Regions from separate parts of the Bos taurus genome. Here region 2 is linked to region 1. The links are chromatin contacts, called in public Hi-C maps. All regions are on one chromosome and are shown on one strand. Each heading gives the region's core, a stretch centred on a gene start, on an enhancer-like site or on the middle of the called end of the contact. The rest is flanking DNA. Distances are from core to core; before and after follow the strand shown. Region 1 holds the start of SLC51B (solute carrier family 51 subunit beta). Region 2 overlaps UBAP1L (ubiquitin associated protein 1 like).

What was found. Hi-C and Micro-C count contacts between places; a contact is called where the count stands out from the background.
Region 2: a contact with region 1 is called in a Hi-C map of liver, with 2.9 times the contacts expected there. The contact joins the enhancer-like site here to the promoter of SLC51B in region 1. A contact is called at or near these places in 2 of 11 Hi-C or Micro-C datasets (liver and skeletal muscle).

Annotation. Positions count from the first base shown.
Region 1 is chr10:11,981,324-11,986,931 of ARS-UCD2.0, reverse strand. SLC51B (solute carrier family 51 subunit beta) reads right to left here and starts at 3,578. Exons shown (of 4, transcript NM_001077867.2): 1 at 3,527-3,578.
Region 2 is chr10:12,053,282-12,059,251 of ARS-UCD2.0, reverse strand. UBAP1L (ubiquitin associated protein 1 like) reads left to right here. Exons shown (of 6, transcript XM_059890759.1): 2 at 3,028-3,549; 3 at 3,624-3,689. Among named protein-coding and RNA genes, the nearest start is that of UBAP1L, 6.9 kb to the left of the region's middle. Within about 2 kb of position 3,426, at least 13 of the 102 cell types and tissues checked have an H3K27ac peak or open chromatin away from gene starts, as enhancers often do. A contact at or near this core is called in liver, where this site is marked.

The sequences.
Region 1 (5,608 bases), core at 2,329-4,828:
TGGTGTGGTTCTGGGGCTGTAGCCTTATGCACTGCCAGGGTGTGTAGACTGGGGCAGCCATCTAGAGAGCACATTAGTCAAAGTAAGTGTACACATGATCCAGCAGTTCTTCTCCTGAGTGTATTCATATCCTGAAAGTATCCCCAAGGATCATAAGGGAGCATGCAACACCATTTATGAAAATTCAAAATACATGCATACAAAACAACAATACACATTTTACAAAGACATATTTTTAAAAAGAGACATTCAACACATTAGATAATTATCTCTGGTGCGGGGATGGGCATGGGAGGGAGAGGGGAGGAAAAGGGGTCAGAAGTGGAGATCAAAGTAAAGGGTTTTGAACAAACCAATCATGAAAACATGTCATAGGGCTAAGAGGACAACAAGGCAAAGAGAGGCCAGAGGCCATCTCAGAATCCCCCCAACTCTTGATGTCCAATCCAAAATAGCCTTTGCAGGCTCAGCCAGGAACATCCAAAAACAACTGGATGGCAAGCAGCCAAACAAAAAAACAAGGTACTAATAAAAAGACTGACGTCAGAGTTTTCTCCAACTCTAAATGCTCTGAGAAAACTGAACAAACATCTACAGATTTTGAAGGAAAATATTTTGATACAAATATAATACTGAGCCAAGTTTTCCATATATGAGTCATCATTCACATGCCAAGGGCTTCCTGGGTGGCTCAGTAGTGAAGAATCTGCCTGTAATGCAGGAGATGCGGATCTGATCCCTGGGTCAGGAAGATCCCCTGGAGAAGGAAATGGCAACCCATTCCAGTATTCTTGTCTGGGAAATTCCATGGACAGAGGAGCCTGGAGGGCTACAGTCCATGGGGCACAAGAGTCGGATACAACTTAGCAACGAAACCATCACTACACTACTAATGTGCCAAGACAGAGATGGAAGTCAGGGAAAAAGAAAGATTTTTTTTTTTTAAAGAGTTTCACAGACTCAGATGCCCACTACCTACTTACGAATTTGAAGGATATATATATATATATATATACACTGAATAATGGAAAGACAAATTACAGGGATGGCCAATCGATGTGATCTTGTGTTCCAGCTCCAACTTCTCCAGAGCACTTGTTAAGGGTTGTGATCTTCTGTCTAGTCTCAGATGCAGGAATACCTGGATTAATTGGTAATATTGGCCACAGACCCTTGTTGCATATGCGGAACATGCACCCCCTCCCCCGATATACACCCACAGAGAAAAGAACACGGAGGTCGAGATGTCAACACCAGCTCCCTCTAGGGAAGTGGGCTGGGGTGTAGACCCATGGGACATCCACTTTGAACACTTCTGTACTGTATACCGGAGAAGGCAATGGCACCCCACTCCAGTACTCTTGCCTGGAAAATCCCATGGACAGAGGAACCTGGTAGGCTGTGGTCCTTGGGGTCGCTAAGAGTCGGACATGACTGAGCGACTTCACTTTCACTTTTCACTTTCATGCATTGGAGAAGGAAATGGCAACCCACTCCAATGTTCTTGCGTGGAGAATCCCAGGGTGGGGGGAGCCTGGTTTGCTGCCATCTCAGGGGTCGCACAGAGTCGGACGCGACTGAAGCGACTTAGCAGCAGCAGTACTGTATACATTTCTCCTGAGTACCTACTACCTTTGTGAAAATGATACATGTAATTACATTTTTAAATGTATATATTTTGTATGTATATTCTAAAAACACATATTTTGTATATTTGTGTGTATTTTAAATGTATGCAAATATTAGCCAAAGAAATTGAAAACACCAATTCAAATGATACATTCACTCCGATGTTCATCGTAGCATTATTTACAATAGTCAAGATATGGAAGCCACCTAAATGTCCATTGACAGATATGGATAAAGATGTGGTACACCTGTACAATGGACTCAGTCATAAAAAAGAATGAAATCTTGCCATTTGCAACAGCATGGATGACTTGGAGGTATGAGGCTAAGTGAAATAAGTCAGGCAAAGAAAGACAAATACTGTATGGTGTCACTTATATATGGAATCTAAAAAACAAACTAGTGACTATAACAGAAAAGAAAGAGACTCACAGATACATAGAGAACAAACTAGTGGTTACTAGTGGGAAGAAGGCAAGGGAGGGACAAGAGGGGGTAGGGGATTCAGAGATACAGACTACTGTGTATAAAATAAAGAAGCTACAAGGATATATTGTACAGCACAAGGAATGCAGGCAATAGTTTATAATAACTATAAACAGAGTATAACATTTCAGAACTGTGAATCGCTATGTTATATGCCTGAAACATATAATATTGAAATCAACTATACCTCAATTAAAAAAAAAGTATGTATCAATTGTATTTATACCTTTCTGGACCAAAATTCCAATTTTGGATGTTAAATTAGTGGAACTAATCAACATGTCAGTTCTTTCCAATGTGATCTAAAGATACAGGCAGCCCAAATCAAAATCCCAGCAAGTTATTTTATGGATATTGACAAACTGAATTTCAAGTTTATAAGGAGAAGCAAAAGGCCCAGGATACTCAACACAGGATTGAAGGAGAAGAACAAAGTTAGAGCACTGATGCTACCCAACTTCCAGACTCACTTTAAAACTCCAGTAATCAAGACAGTGTGGTACTGGAACTAATCAAAAAATGTACACATCTGCATGTGGACTGATGCCCACAGTGGAATGTATGTTTTTAAACATGCATAGTATTGTTATAATAAAAATATAGCAACACATGAAACAAAATGATAAGATGGATACACGTTGGCCCTCTCTATGTTAATGCTACAGAAACAAAGGCCACATTCCCCTCAAAGCACTTATCCAGTTTTTTCTACAGAGTATAGCAGTAATATCTCTGAATTTTTAAAAAATTATTAGCTAAATGTCATGATTTATTTGCATTTCACTTTTCTGTTATTGTCTTTTTCCTGCTTCTGGTTCCCATCCAAGATATCGTATTGCATTTAGTCGTCATGTGCTCTTAGGCCCCTCCAGGAGATTCCTGCTTTATTTATATTTTTATCTTTCTTTTTTATTTTTCTTTTGAACTTTTAATTTTGTATTGGCGTATAGCTGATTAACAATGTTGTGACGGTTTCAGGTGAACAGAGAAGGAACTCAGCCATACATATACATGTATCCACTCTCCCCCAAACATCCAGGCTGCCACATAACATTGAGCAGAGTTCCCTGTGCTATACAGTAGGGCTTTGTTGGTTATCCATTTAAACATAGCAGTGTGTACAGCGTCCATCCCAAACTCCCTAACGATCCCTCCCCTGGGCAACCATAAGTTCTGTTTTCTCAGTCTGTGAGTCTGTTTGTTTTGTAAGTAAGTTCATTTGTATCATTTCTTTTTAGATTCCACAGATAAGGGATATCACAGGGTATTTCTCCTTCTCTGTCTGACTTACTTCACTCAGTATGAGATGCCTGCATTTTAATCAGAGCTTAACCACCTGCCCCTGGACATGATTCCTGCCAAACACCTGGCACCCGCCACCCCATTCCCGCGGCAGGCTGAAGACACTCACCCTGGGTCCCGGGTTCCGAGGACTCGTCTGGTCTGCTGGCGGGAGCAGCACTGATTTCTCTCTTCCTCCTCCTCCTTTCAGGGGACACTGGTTGGTCTCTGCACCGGAGCTTCCCGCATAGCTGTCACCTGGGGGGCAGTGCGGCAGAGCCTGTGGCAGCCAGGCCCATTTGGGAGCTCTGCATTTAGCACACGCCCATGCCTGGAGCCTCCTTTGTCACTCCGGGGTGACTGACCTCTTGAATGAGTGGCCGCTGATGGCAAACAGGCTCCATCTGACTTTCACAGTCAGCAAGAACCAGGAGCCCGACACTTTCCTTCTTATCTGTTGGCCTCAGGTAACAGGAAAACATCCAAACCCTCCTGCCAGCCCAGAGGAACGGGCTGGGGAGGACCCTCTGTCCGGAGCGCCATCATTGCAGGGGGATGTGTGCTATGCCCACGCTGGGGCTCTATTTCCTGGTGTTAGCAATATTTAACCACCGAGCAGGGAGCCAAGGCTGGCCTTTTACAGCCTCTGCTTTCTCACAGCGAGGGTCATGGCCTCATGTGATATCCTCACAGGAAGCTATAAAATAAGACCTTTGGAGGGCTGGGGGTGGGGAGGCAAGACACGTGAGGCTGTGTGGGTGACCCAGAGAGGAGGAAGCAGGTCAGCGCTGTGTAGCAAGGGCTTGGTGGGGAGGTAGGAGCGAGGTGTCCCCCAGCCAAGCCAGACACATTCAATTCTGATCATCAGTGGGCTTTTCTACCTACCAGCTCCTTGCATCTCCAAAAATCCTTAGAGCTGGCTTAGCAAAGAGTAGGGTTCCCATTTCCCACATGACAAAAGAGGTTGAAAGAAGTCACATGACAGGTGCAAGCTCCTCTACGAGTTAATACTGGCCAGCGGTGTGGACAACAGAGAAAAGGAGGTGCAATGGGGACCTAGGGCCTGAATGGAACTCCAGCTCCTCCTCATTCCGTCACTCATTCATTCAATAAATATTACTCGAACACCTACTGTGGACACAAGGTAAGCAAGACAGGCAAGGTATCTAGTCTCCTGAAGCTCATACTCTAGGGGACAGACAGCCCACAAAAAAGTAAGTAAAACAAATAATTTCAACTAGTGACAATTTCTGTGAATAATTTCAACAGCAAAATGATGCAGAAATAGATGGGGGCTGTGATTACTGAATTACGTTACTAAAAACTGAATGATGAAGAATTAACTATGCAAAGACTTGGGGCAGCAGGTGCAAAGGTGCTGAAGAAATAATGAAGTTCACGAGTCTGAGAAATGCACAACAAAGGGCAATGCAGCTGAAGCACAGAGGTGGTGGGAGGTGGCACAGTAGTTACAGGGTAGGCAGAAGCAGCTCATGCCACAAAACAGGATAAGGGATATGGATGTAGAGCGAAATCACTGGAGGGTGACATCCTTGGACTGACATTTATCCAGGATCAATTGGCCTGCTGGGTGGACAGTGGTTTGTCAGGGAGCAAGAGAGGCGATGGTAGCCTGTTGCATTCATCCAGGCAAGAGACAGTGGTGGTTTGGACCAGGTTAATGCAGCGGAGATGGTGAGAAGTGCTCAGGTTCAGGATGTATTTTGGAGAGAAAGGCAGCTCATAGATTTCAAAAAAAGGACCGCAATTCTAACTTTCTTAAGCACAAAAGGAATTTAAAAGGAATTCATTGGCTCGTATAATTGGGAAGAGCAGAGTGGAGTCGACCTTAGGGATAGCTGGAATCAGGAGCCTGAAGATCCTTCGCTCTTTCTCTCTCTTGGTCTCTCCCTGTTCTCTCTGGATATCACGTTCTTTCCTACAGGCAGGCCATCTCCTGGCAGCTGGACCAGACTGTGGGAAATCCAGGCTCACACTGTCACAGCCAGAGGGGGAAGGAATCTCTTTTCTTAACTCCAGTTTGACAATTCCTGGGACGGGACCCTAATTATCCAGGTCTGGGTCACAAACCCACATTTTGGATCAGTTATTGTGGTCAGGGGTGAAGTACTATGAATGCTGGCTCAAATCTCATGCCCACTGAGTAGCCAAGAGAGAAAGGCTGTGAGCTGGATGGGCATGTCAGTGTGGG
Region 2 (5,970 bases), core at 2,177-4,676, 72 kb before region 1:
TGAATGAATCCCCTCTTGATGGACACTTAGGCTCTTCCCAGTCTTTTGCCATTACAAGCAATGCCGCAGGGAAAGACTATATGAATTAAATCATATTGCCAAATTGCTCTCCATAAGGGTTATACTGTTTAACATCCAACCAGCACCCTACAAGGGCTTCCCAGGTGGCACTGCTAGTGGTTAAGAACCCACCTGCCAATGCAGGAGACGTAAGAGATGCAGGTTCGATCCCTGGGTCAGGAAGATCCCCTGGAGATCTTGCATGGCAACCTACTCCAGTGTTCTTGCCTGGAGGATCCCATCGACAGAGGAGCCTGGTGGGCTGTGGCCCAGAGGGTCAGAAAGAGTTGGACACAACTGAAGTGACTTTAGCATGCACAGCACTCTACAAATGGGCTTATACCTTAGCTGCAATTCTCAACAAAGGAGTCATCAGATGTTGCATCTTTGCTGAGGGATAGGCAAATGGTATCTCAGTATAGTTTTATTTTCCTTTCTCTTATTGTGAGTGAGACTGAGCAGCTTTTCATGTGTTTAAGAGCCATCTGTAGTTCCTTTTCTGTGGACTGTTCATATCTTTTCGTTTGTTTCCCTGTTGGGCTGTCGGTCCTTTCTTACCTATTTCTAGGCACTCCTGTGTCTGTGCTATCAGTGCTGTTTTCCCGCTGGTTTGTTATTTGCCTTTGACCTTGCTTGTGGGGTGTATTTGCCATGCAGATTTTCACTTGTGCATGTGTGTACTTTCACAGCTTCTCAGTTTCAATTCAGAGTGAGCAATGTTTTCCCTACTTGAGATTATAAAGGATTTCTCTCCTCTTTTCTGCTAGTACTTTTATAAGTTTCATTTCGAATAACTGAATCTTTGATCCTTTTGGAATTTCCCCTTGTGTATGATGCGAGAATGGATCCAACTTTATTTTCTTTCCACTAACATCATTTATTGACCAGTCCCTCTTTTTTCCCATTGCTTGAGATGCCACCTTATTATCTACTAAAGTCCCACAGATAACGTCCATTTCTGGACCTTCTGTTCTCTACCTTTAGGCTCTCTGTGCAGTATCTTACTTCAATTATTGAGGTTTTATAATATATATTAGCAGCTGGTAGAGCCAGTCCCCTTTATTTCTCTTTTTGTCCCCAAAGGTTTTTAGGCTATTCTTTTTTTTTGGTGTGCATTGGCGGGGGGGGGGGGGGGGCGCTGTACTGGGTCTTCGTTGCTGTACAGGTTTTTCTCTAGTTGCCGTGGCAGGCTTCTCATTGCAGCGGTTTCTCTTGTTGCAGAGCACAGGCTCTAGGGTGTGTAAGCTTCAGTACTTGCGGCCTGTGGGCTCAGTAGTTGTGGTGCACAGGCTTCGTTGCTCCATGGCACGTGGGATCTTCCTGGACCAGGAATCGAACCTGTGTCTCCTGCATTGGCAGGTGGATTCTTTACCACTGAGTCACCATGGAAGCCCTTGGCTATTATTTGTTTATTTTTCATATGAACTTTAGAATCATCTTGCTTAGGTTCCACAAATCACAAGTGCTTGTATTTTTATTGGGTCTTTGGATCCTTTTATCCCCTAAGTTCCACTGTCTGTTTCATTATCTCTCAGTCTCTTTCCCTCCATGACGGTCTCCTCAGCTCTGAAGTGGTCCTTTTACCTCCTCTCTCCTTCCCAACCCACACATTTTGCTCCAGTCTCTTTTTCTAATCATTTATTCTGTACACTCTTACAAATATCCCCTTGGAACCAGAACTGCCCTGGGCCCCAAGAACAGAGAGAAATAAGATACACTCCCTGACCTCAGTCGGGGAACCACACTTAGAACAGCTAAGTTCTGTTCCTCTCCCCAACTTAGGGTCATGTCAGGAGTTGGGTGAGGGGAGAGGCAGTTCCTGTCTGCCTTTCTGCCTCCCACATCCGCCCCCCACCCCCACTCCCCCAGGCTTACCTGGCCATCACAGAGCACTGAAGTTGCCTTTTAAGAATATTTATATTTTTTAATGGAGTTTTATATTTCCAGTTCTTAATTTTAATAGTAGTTAACGGGAATATTTTATTTTTGCTTCACATAAACGCTTAATTTAAATTATTTATGTGGGCTCCACATTTAGTTTTTAGGTGGCTTGATCAGTCAGATGGACAGGAATCCCAGCTCATCTACTCACCACTGATCTGACCTTGAGCAAACTAAATTTCCTGAGCCTCCTTTTGAAAATATGGAATTGGGAATAACATTAGGACCAACTAAGTAGAGTTCAGGAAAAAAAAAAAAAAAAAGAAGATTTTTCCATTTCCTGGGCCCCCAAGTAAGCTGGAAGGCAGCACATGGGATGGGGCAAGTACTACTTCACGCAAAGGTTTGTGTGTCTGGGCCAGCCTCCAAGGTCAGCTGCTCAGTGGCAAATGGTGCTGAGCTCAAGTGAAAGCTTCTTGGTGAAGGAAAAGTTTTGCTGAAATTAAAAAAAAATTTTTTTTGGCAGCACTGGGTCTTTGTTGGGTCGTGTGTGGGCTCTCTGTTTGCTGCATGCATGGGCTCTCTAGTGGTGCAGGCTCTGCAGTCTGTGGGCTCAGTAGTTGTGGGTGCCCTGGCTTCTCGAGTTGTGGTGAAGAGGCTGAGTTGCCCCCACTGGCACGTGGGATCCTACTTCTCCCACCAGGGATCTAACCCTCATCCCCTGCACTGGAAGGCAGATTCTCAATCTCGACCGCCAGAGAAGTCCCCTGGAGAAATTGTTTAGGCCACTGTTGTTCAATTATATGCTGAGTGGCAAAGGGACTTAGACTTTCATTCTATTAACCTATTCCTCACGTTGTCCTGTCTACAGAGTTTGCTATTAAATTGTTATTGACAGCCATCCACTCCAATGCTAGCTAAAACCGAGGGTGAGGGCGGCCTGCGATGAATGGCTGGGGCTTAGAATCAGAAGCTGTCTAGGCCTGGAGAGTCTGGCTGAACAGGTTCCCTGGGGGGCAGGAGGTAGGAGTGTGCTCTCAGACCCTGGTTTGCCTGGTAGAGCCTCCCCTGGTCTTGTCTCCGCAGCACGACTTCAGCCTGGAGAGGAGGACACTCTTCTGGGTGGAGGCTGTCATACGGGGACCCTGCCCAGTCCAATGCGATGCTCCGGGGGCAGCTTCCGCCCCTCCTGCCTGGCTCTTGCTGGCCAGCCCCGAGCAAGGGCTGGAACCCGTGCCTGCCGCAGTTGAACATCCGGAGGCCGGATCCCAGGAGCAACCTGAGGAGGAGGAGGAGGAAGAGGAGGACCAGGATGAGGAAGCAGCCTCGTCTGCCGCGGAGGAAGAGCCGGAGCCAAGCCCCCAGCCCAGCTCCGCGGCGAGCCCCCGCCTGGGCCAACAGCGGTGCTCGCTGGACGTGCTGCGCGGCGTGAGGTCGGAGCTGGCTGGAGCCGGGCGGCGGCTCTCCGAGGGCAGGCTCGCCTCCCACCCCCGCAGCCTCCTTCACCGCCTCCGCCACCGAGCTCTGAGCCTCTGCCCCGGCCCCGCGCCGCCCCTGGGCCCGGCGCCTCCACCCCTCAGTGCTCCCACGCAGAACCCGCCGTCCCCTGTCTCCGAGGCCTCTCTCCCTAGCACCCGCACGCCACCCTTGGGCCCCAAGCCGTCGCCCCCAGCACCCTCAAGCTGCCCCCGCGGCCTTCCACGGCCGGCGCCATGCCCCCGCTGCGGAGCCACAAGCCCACAGTTGCGGTAAGGAAACTGTCCCCTTGGCCAAGGCCACAGCTTAGCAGCGAGACCCCCACATCTGGGTCCCCTGCCTGGTTGGACACTCCTCCCTACCAGCTCTCACCTGGCCCTGTACCATGCTGTCCTTCCTGCAGCCCTGTGCCTAGAGTATTCCCTGCTTCGAGGTCCCCTTCCTTGTTTCTTGCTGTGTCTCCTTCTTTGCTTCTATTAGGGCACCTGTTAGGATAATTGTAATTACCCAGTATGCGTCTCTTCCAATGGAATATGACTTCTCTTAGGGCAGTGATTGGATTGCATTTGTTTCCAGAGCACCCAGAGCACACTTGGCCCCCAGGGGGAGCTCAGTGAATGTCTGTTGAATCAATGAATGTGGCTCAGATCTAGGGCTTCCCACTGTTCAAGGATTGGGTGAGTTCAATCAAGGAATATTCACAGCGCAGTTACTTCTTGCAAGAGACTGGATTGGAAGAGACAAAGTCAAAAGCATGAGACGAGGAGATTGGCAAGGAAGAGTGAGATACGGCAACACTGCCCGGTGGGAGGGGTCAGGTCCTGAGGGGGAGGTGAAGGCTGCTGCAGGCTGGGGTGGCTTCAGGACAAAGGATGTGCACCAAGAACTGGGAGCAGATGTGAACGCACAGTGAAACCAGTAAAGCTGGAGCTTCTGGCTTAGCTCCTCCCAAGGCTTTGAGCAAGTGTGCTCAGTTGCTCAGTCGTCCTTCTTTGGGACCCCCCTGGACTGTAGCCCGGGGCCTCCCAGGTGGCGCTAGTGGTAAAGAAAACGCCTGAGATGTAAGAGACATGGGTTCTATCCCTGGTTCCGGATGATCCCCTGGAAGAAGGTATAGCAACCTGCTCCAGTATTCTTGCCTGGAGAATCCCATGGACAGAGGAGCCTGGCGGGCTACAGTTCATAGGGTTGCAAAGAGTTGGACACCTCTTAGCATGCATGCGTGCACGGACTGTAGCCTGCCAATCTCCTCTGTCCGTGGGTTTAATCCCGACAGGAATATTGGAGTGGGTTGCCATTTCCTCCTCCAGGGGCTCTTCCTGACCCAAGGATCAAACCTGAGTCTCCTGCGGCTCCTCAATTGGCAGGAGCATTCTTCACCACTGAGCCTGGAAGCCCTTCCAAGGATTTGTGCACAGTTTTACGCATATGTTTATGTTCCTGTGTCTTTTTCCTTTAAGTAGTCTACATTGTATAAGTGTCAGACTCCATACAATCTAGGTCTGGAACAGATGTGTTAGGTTAGATTAGTAGCAGGAAGTGACATTTAGGCACAGCTTTCTGCCCCTGAGCAACTCCACAGTCAGGCCAGGAGATGCAACAGAATAAGGCCAAGGTGAAAGTAAGTCCAAAAGACAGACTCAAAGTCTGGCTTTTCCCACTCAGTGCTGTGTGAACTTAGGCAAGTCACTGAACCTCTCTGAGCCATCCCTTCTCTACCTGTAAAGCAACCCTGCACACAGTTATTTACAGCAAACAGAGAAGAGGTTATATAAACAGTACAGGCCACAGCCACATCACGGGCTAGCTGCTGATGCTAGGAGGGCTCTTCCCTGATCCCAATTAAATTTAGCAACAACCCTGTAGCGGAGTGGGGGAGAGATGGGGGCAGATGGGACGCATATTCTGTAGAGGAGGAAACTGAGGCAGAGAGCACCTAAGAATCTTTTTCAAGGTCACAAGCATAGACTCAAATCCTAAGACTTGCATGGTTTTCACTCTAGGAGTAAAGAGTAGATCCTAAGGTGAGGCCATGGCAGGGAAACCGCTGAGAAGATGAGGACGTGTAGGGAATTCACATGTCACAGGCAGTCTGCTCCTGGAGCCAGGACAGCACCTAGGCTTTCCTGCTGGAGGAGGGGACAGGGTTAGCAGTTGGATGCTTCTTCATGGGGAACAGGCTAGGGATGATGCCAGCCAAACCTATTGAAATGCCTTCAAGCCACCCTCCTTAGTCCAGGGTCTCTGTGGGTTTCCCCAGCACCACAGCTGTACCCAGTTCCTATCCTGCGCCTTGCCTAACCAAGCCCTAGTCCAGCCAGACTCAAGAAGGAAGTTCTGGCTAGGAAGCTCAGTCCTGCTCCCGTGCTCCCTAAGCTATGGGGTCGAGAACCCTGCGTTGATTCTGAGTAGGGTACAGGTCCCAAAACTGTGTTGTTTGTCAGGTCATTTGCCAGCTTCTCTGAACCTTGACTTCAGTAGCTATAAAATATAGAATGAGCCTATTGTATTTCTCTCACAGGCTTGTTCTAAGCAATAAATATTATCATCTAC